Regions from separate parts of the Mus musculus genome. Here region 1 is linked to region 2. A link is a contact called in public Hi-C data. All regions are on one chromosome and are shown on one strand. The core of a region is the stretch at or near the end of the contact, and the rest is flanking DNA. Distances in the headings are between cores, read along the strand shown.

Evidence for each region. Hi-C and Micro-C count contacts between places; a contact is called where the count stands out from the background.
Region 1: a contact with region 2 is called in a Hi-C map of the HPC-7 cell line, with 4 times the contacts expected there. The contact joins the enhancer-like site here to the promoter of Asph in region 2. A contact is called at or near these places in 3 of 39 promoter capture datasets (the HPC-7 cell line and macrophages), 1 of 15 datasets of contacts at CTCF or cohesin (the G1E-ER4 cell line), 5 of 484 Hi-C or Micro-C datasets (the G1E-ER4 cell line, the HPC-7 cell line, cerebral cortex and 1 more), 3 of 115 datasets of contacts at active chromatin or transcription factors (the HPC-7 cell line and embryonic stem cells) and 3 of 9 other capture datasets (adipose tissue, liver and pancreatic islet).

Annotation. Positions count from the first base shown.
Region 1 is chr4:9,703,487-9,707,302 of GRCm38.p6, forward strand. No RefSeq gene overlaps it. Among named protein-coding and RNA genes, the nearest start is that of Gm24152, 9.6 kb to the left of the region's middle. Within about 2 kb of position 2,080, at least 29 of the 459 cell types and tissues checked have an H3K27ac peak or open chromatin away from gene starts, as enhancers often do. A contact at or near this core is called in the G1E-ER4 cell line, the HPC-7 cell line and cerebral cortex, where this site is marked.
Region 2 is chr4:9,667,393-9,670,951 of GRCm38.p6, forward strand. It overlaps Asph (aspartate-beta-hydroxylase), which reads right to left and starts at 1,770. Exons shown (of 24, transcript NM_023066.3): 1 at 1,389-1,770. The coding sequence starts at 1,518.

The DNA.
Region 1 (3,816 bases), core at 830-3,329, 36 kb after region 2:
AAAAAGAAAGAAGGAGAAGTCAGAAATAAGCAAAATTAGAGATTAAAAGGGTTTCTGTACACCAGACCAGCTCTCATCACTCTTCTAGTAAGAATGAACAACCGGCTATTAGAAACTTTCAGACAATATGCTTATCTTCTTGATGCAAAAACATCAACTATATTTAATCTTATTCTGAATGTACTATTAAGTTTGAATGATAGACACAATATTGAGTTTAATACCAATGATATGATTTATAAGGTTGATTTATATTTTAAAACTTTAATTTCCTTAGTGTGGTGGTTTGAATAAGAAGTACATCTGTGAGCTTATATGTTTGAAAATTGGTGTGCAGCTTGTGGAACAGTTTGGGAAGGATTAGGAGGTGTGGCCTTGTTGGAGGAGGTATGGTCACCTGGGGTGGGATTTTGAGGTTTCACCCACACACACACACACACATACACCCTTAGTGCTACCTCCCAACGCCTCACACTTATGCTCACAATGTAGGGTCTTAGTTATTGTTTAGCATCAAGCCTGACTACCTGCTGCTATGACTCCCACCATTATGATTCCTCTGAAACTATGAGACACAAACCAAATGCTTTCTCTTATAAGTTTCCTTGGTCATGAAATTTTTTTCATTGCAATAAAAAGGTAAAGAAGACACTTAGCATGAATTATAAAAATACCAACAATAAGAGGTAGGTGCCATGATGAACATCTGTAATCAAATACTCAACAGGTGAAGCTAGAAGATTGCTAAGAGTTCAAGGGCATCTTGAACTCAGAGCAAATCAGAAACAACCCTGGATACCCTTGCAAGACTTTGTCTCAAAAAAACAGACAAACAAACAAACAATAATAACAAAGCAAACAAAATACATACACATACCAAAATCACATATCCCAAGTAAAACAAACAAACAAACAAACAAACAAACATCATTTGTATGAGATTTCCAAAGACCACTCTAAAGTACTCAGAGGAAAGTGGGGTTTCAAGTCCACTTTTGGCTCCAATACAATTTTTTAAAGCTCATGTGAGTTTTGGGAGTTCGGCGGGGCTTTCCTGGATCCTGGTATCCCTAACTTGGAGTACTAGAGGTCTGAACAGTTAATTGCCACTACCCAAGCCAGTAGCATCTGATTTCTTTGTTTCACCCCAAGGATAATAGTGGAATGTGAGCCAGGAGGGAGCAGCTATGAAAATTGAATTATTAGGGAAAGGAAGAAACCCCAAGTATGGGAGAGGCCGCAAGGGAAGAATACTGCCAGGCTGATCAGCCCATTTACATCTTGTAGACCTTATGGTGGGAATTGAGTAGACATTCAGGTCATCTTTATTGAAATTGGTCATCTTTTAGTGTTTTCATGCCTGAGACAGTAAGGAGTCACACTTACTATGCAAACTCCTTCAGCCCAACCAGGTAGTTACTTCTCTGCTCTTCAGAGGGACTTATATGTGCAGCGACTAGCTCACATCCACTGCAGATTCCTCCAGTACTGCATAAGTGAAAATAGCTCCTGTCTCTCTACTTACAAGTGCTTCATGGGTAATACTCTTAATTTCTTCTTCATCACGTCAGTTCAGAAGCTACTTGTATTTCAGTAATTAGGTGACTTTTGAGAGCACAAAAATTGCCCCCACTAAAGTTAAGGGTCATCTTCAAGTAATGAGCATTCCTGAAATTATATGCTTGTGCACACAGATAGACCTTCTCTGGGTATCCTGCTTACCAGCCACTTCTTAGAGACAGACATCTCCCTCCCCTCCCCTCCCCTGTCTTACCCTTTCCTTCCTTCCTTTCCCTTTCTTCTCTTCTTCCCTCCCTTACTTTCTTTCCTTTCTTCCTTTCCTAATGTGATTTATACAGTGTTTTTAAGAGAACATTAAAGTTAACAATTTTTATTTCATCTTGGGGGGTGAAATAAAGAGGGGAGAAAGGGTAAACTGCGAGGGGGCAAATTTTTCCCCTTGGAGATTAAAAGGAATACTGGGAAGCAGGTCAGGGCACGGTTAGTACAGCCCTTGTCTGCACACATAATACAGAAGTTAGCGTTTGCCTGCCAGTTTGTATTGAGTGGCAGAGGGGAGATAAAGACTCTGTTGGTCTTTTCCTAGTCACACATGATCAAACAGATCACATAAAGAAGGCAAGCCAGAGCTACACATAACAGGAGAAAGTTTAGAACAAAACTCATTTTATTATCCACGTAGGCAATGAAGCAAAGATATGAAGGAAGTGTTGTTACTATCCGAAGTTCAAATATGTGTATTTGTTACAGGTGAAAGTTAAAATAATTTGTTGATGTTTCAAAAGGCCAGCTTGCTAGTGTGCATTTGAATTATCTCATTTAACATCCTCAAGAGCACACAGAAGTTACGTTGTTATCACCACGTTACAGAGGAGTCAAGTGACATTAAGAAATGTAAGTGCCCAATTTTACAGAGCAGAGAATGGCAGAAACGGATGCGGAACCAAGACTTATCATCACTCTGTGTTCCCTATAATGTCTGGGCTTCCTGTAATTAGAGACTGAGCTGCTGATACTGTTCCTTCTTCAAGTCTGAGAATGCCAGGTTCAGAAACAGTAGCATTTGCCTGCCTGCTGTGACTTCTTCTGCAAGTTACTTTAAATCCACAATTATGTTGTTCTCTTAGCAATGGAAGGGAGCTCAAAGGAAATAAGGAGATGTTTCAGTGGTACAAAAATAAGAATTTTGGAAGGTTGTTGGTGCAGGACAGACAATTCACAATCAAAAGCTCTGTAGGCTAAGTTCAGTTTACTTGACTCTGGCAGTGCAGATAGAAAAGTAGGAAGACGATAATGGATGTGAATGGACTTAAAACTCACTGAGAACATAAGAGAGATAATACTATTCGTGTAATGAGTAGCTATTCGTACAACTAAGAAAGCACAACTCCACATTGTGCTTAGAGGTGGGATGCGGATGCGTGAACAGGGAGGAGACCTCAGGGGCTTGCAGAAGCTTAAGTCCGTGTGGGTGGCGCGCTTCTGAGTGACAGCAGGCGTTTCACAAGCTAGAATCCTTGTAGCACAGGCAGGCTCTCCTGCTGCCCACCCAGAGCAGCAGCCGTGATAACTGCAGCATTGGTACCAATTGCTCCTGACTGCTCCTGGCTCCTGGCTTTATACCAAGACCGCTTCAGTGTGTTGACTCATTTCACATGGTCACAAGTGCCAGAAACAATGACCATTACTCTTATAGGAGTGGTTACTCTATTTCCGAGGGTACTAAGCATTTGGTGCTGTGGTCAAACATCACACAGAACAATTCAAAAGAAGAGGAGATTCATTTTTCGCTCACCTTTGTTGAGGGTTCACTCCGTGGTGGACTGACCTTGTGTGATTGGGTAGAAAATCATGATTGTGACATTGTGTGCCCCGGGCTCTCCTCTCCATCGTGCTAAACAGAAAGCAGAGAGAAGGGAGTATATGACACTAGGGCAGGTGCAGTCCCCGAATGACAGTTCCTAGAGGTATTTCCATCACTACAATGTATTTCCTCTGACTAGACCCACCAGCTACAATACCACCATGTTATCTATTCATTGAGGGAAGCAACTCCACCAATTAGGTCAGTTTTCTCAGGAGGCAGTCGTGTCCCAAAAGCCTTTTATCTAGCAATCAAGCTCACACTCTATGAACCTGTTGGGAGTATTTCATAGTCAAGCTATAACATAAAGCTTTGCAGCTGGTAGCACAGGTGTCCTTGTTTACAAGTCCAAAATTAGCCTCAGCTAGAATTTGCTTGTGCCACGCAGAAACTGGTACAGTGGACAGAATGTCATTATAAAATCTCTTAGT
Region 2 (3,559 bases), core at 520-3,019:
GGACAGCAGCAGACGCATTTCACCAGGCAATCGCTACAGAACACATTAAAATCTTGCTCATTAGCTTTCTCCTCAACATTCAGTAGGCTCTTCTCATTCACATACTTCAAATCTATGCTCCAACCACAAAGCAATGGCGCTGCCGATGTCAGATTAGCTGACTTAGGAGCCAGAGAGCCTGAATGTCATTTTTACCGGTATTGAGGTGAATTAATTACTACAGTGGCCTTGGACCTCAAACTGTGTACATAGAGTCCTTTCCATTAAGAATACAAACAGCTCTCAGAATGTTAATGTGTACAATGGATTTAACTGCCTAACTTTCCCCATTTACATTTATTCATTCATTTTCTAATCAAATATTTATTGCACAGCTATTAAGGAAACGAACTATTCTAGTTGATAATGGGGAATAGAAGAGAGTGAAACAAAGACAATACATGAAGACAGAATATACATGAAGACAGCAAGTGCTATGAAGAAAAACCATAGTTGGCTCATCTATCGTCCTGACATATACTAATAAAACCATAATCATCCAATCTATATATGACATATAATAATGAGCTGCCCATAGACCAAAGCATAGAATCTAAATCATTTCCAGTGATATTGAGAGCTCACATTCAATACACATGTGTGTTCCAGTTCCAATATTCTAAATATGAGTCAAAGGAAATATAAGAGAAACCGAGAACCGGTGAAATCTGACACGAAACAGATTTAAAACATCTGTTCTCCACTCTGCTGGCTAAGCACATGGAGAAGAAAGGTGAATAACCAGTAGGGTTTTTTGTTTGTGGGTTTTGGGTTTTTTGTTTGGTTGGGTTTTTTTTTTGGGGGGGGGGGGGTTATGATTTTATTTTATTTTATTGAGAAAAGAAAAAGGAGGCACAGAGAAAATCCCTATAGTACTTTATGATGTCCCTTTGTATTTTAAAAGGCAAACGCAATACATATTAAGAAAACTAAACAAAACTCCTTAAAATAATTTGCAAGAACGAAGCATCAAGTCTCATCCCGGCCCTTGAATACACTCCTCCAAGCCGCTCCTCAACGCTGCTGGCCAGGCTGAAACTTACTTTCTCTGACTTTGGCTCAGGGTCAAGCGCCCCGAAAACTGCAAAAAGATAAAGGGCCCTCTACACCCAGCTTCCATCAGGAAAGGCAAGAAAGGGCCGGCCAATGCTCGGGCAGGCTGGTGCTAGGGGTCCCCCTCCGGCCGACTCTGCTCCTCCGCCTCCCCGCCCGGTGAGCGCGGCCTCGCCCCGCGCACACAGGAGCCTCGCTAAGGATGGAGAGGAGCGGCGGACGTAGGATCAGACCAGACCTGCAGCGCCCACCCGGCTCCCGCCCGCAGCCAGGGCCTGGCCTGCGGGGACTCTGACCTCTCCGAGCCCCGGGGCTACTGCTGCTACCGCTGCTACCCGTGCTCGGGCTACCGCTGCCCGAGCCGCTGCCGCTGCCGCTGCTGCTGCTGTTGCCGCCGCCGCCCTTGGCGTTCTTGCGCGGGGCCATCGCGAGCTGCTCCGGGGACTGCAGAGAACCGGGGCCTTGCTGAGTGCACTAGGGACACCGGGGCTTCGAGACTCCTGTAGCAGCGCCTTAGCGTCCACTGCGCTCGCTGCGCCTCGGACGACTTGCACCAGCGTGCAGCCGCGCGGTTAGCCTCGCGTGCGCCCAGCCTGCGACTCCTTAGGCTGCCAAGAGCGCTCAGCTCCCCCCGGCCTCGGCCCCGCCCACGCCAGCCTCTGCCCACCCACCAGATCTGAAAGACGCCAACACGAGCCAATCCCGAGGACCGCTGGCAGGGGGCGGGGCAGGCTACGCGCGCCTGCCCTCCTCAGGCCAAAGCTTGTCTTTTGCTGCGCAGTGACTGCAAAGCCCCAGCGGCTTGTGGCTTTCTAGTCTGCCTGGATCCTCTGGAACGTGGCAAACGTGGAAGCCGGCAGGACTCTCGCGAGCGTTGGTGTTCTGGCTCCAACGGGATGGGGCGGGTATGAGGGCGGTGCCCGAGAGCTGCGCACCACCTCTTGGCTTCTTGGGAATTTGGTTCCGGTGCCTAAGTACGACCAAGGGTGCAAGCCCTCTCTTTGAAAAGGATTTGCCACAGTTCCGCCAGTACACTGTGATTGTTGAGCCTTCCAGTGTCAAAAATAAGGATTTGTGCCATCAGTAGTTTTGGAGAACCTTTAGTTAAGACATTAAAATGTTAACATGACTCAAAAACCCTATTTTCTTAACCATGCACAACACTCTCATCACACTAATACCTAGAATTTCTTCATGTCCCCAGCCATTGATCTCCTATGCTTATGCAGTGTACTGCGTCGGGATTGAGAACTGAATATTCAAAAGAAAAATGGCAACAGCTGGATGAACCAGCCAAGGTCCAGCAGAGACCATGATCATTTGTTACCAATTGCCCACATGGTGTCTGTGGGTAACAAAAAAACATGAAGTATGTGGTGATTTAATACATTGCTGTCAATGTCGAGATCTTCCAGGAGTTCTTGGAAGCAGCCCCTTGTAGAAGACCCAGAGTGAGCCACTGCTGTGGGACGACCCCTTCTGAGACTGCAGTTTCCTCAACCACCACTGACCATCATTAGGGTCCACTGGCCTCTGCCTTGTCAGCTGTGAATACTGGGTACCGCCCGGGGAAAAAAGTGGAACCCAAGAGCCTCACAGAACAGGGAAAAAGAGGGCATCGTTTTCACACAGCCATGAAGGTGGGTGCTGCCGTCCATTCTTACTGCATTTCTTTATCTCTGAGCCTCCTCGGCACCCAGGAGTCCTCTCTTTTGAACACAACTTCTTGCCCACAAAGGACATTCTTTCAGCAGGAAACAATGATGGGAATGGGGGGAGGCAGAGAGGCAAATCTGATCCATATCACTTAATGGAAGGTGCTGATATCTAAACTACAATAGATAAATAACTCTCCATCCCCAAGATAAAAAATTTTAATTACTCACAAAACACTATTATAGAGTTGATGCTTTAAAGGTTCAATCTTAACTAGCTTCCACAAATGTTTTAATCCCTTGTGCTGGCTGATTTTGTGTGTCAACGTGGCACAAGCTGGAGTCATCACAGAGAAAGGAGCTTCAGTTGGGGAAGTTCCTCCATGAGATCCAGCTGTAAGGCATTTTCTCAGTTAGTGATCAAGAGGGAAGGGCCCAGCCCATTGTGGGTGGTGGCATCTCTGGGCTGGTAGTCTTGGTTCTATAAGAGAGCAAGTTGAGCAAGCCAGGGGAAACAAGCCAGTAAGTAACATCCCTCCATGGCCTCTGCATCAGCTCCTGCTTTCTGACCTGCTTGAGTTCCAGTCCTGACTTCCTTTGGTGAGGAACCAGCAGTGTGAAAGTCTAAGCTGCATAAATCCTTCCTCCCCCCACCCCCAACTTGTTTCTTGGGCATGAGGTTTTGTGCAGAAATAGAAACCCTGACTAAGACAACCCTTATTCCCAGTTGGTGGTGCTGGTTTGGGGAGCTGAGGAATCCTCAGGAAGTATGACCTGGCTGCCCAAAGAGGCCACTAGGAGCAGACCTTTGA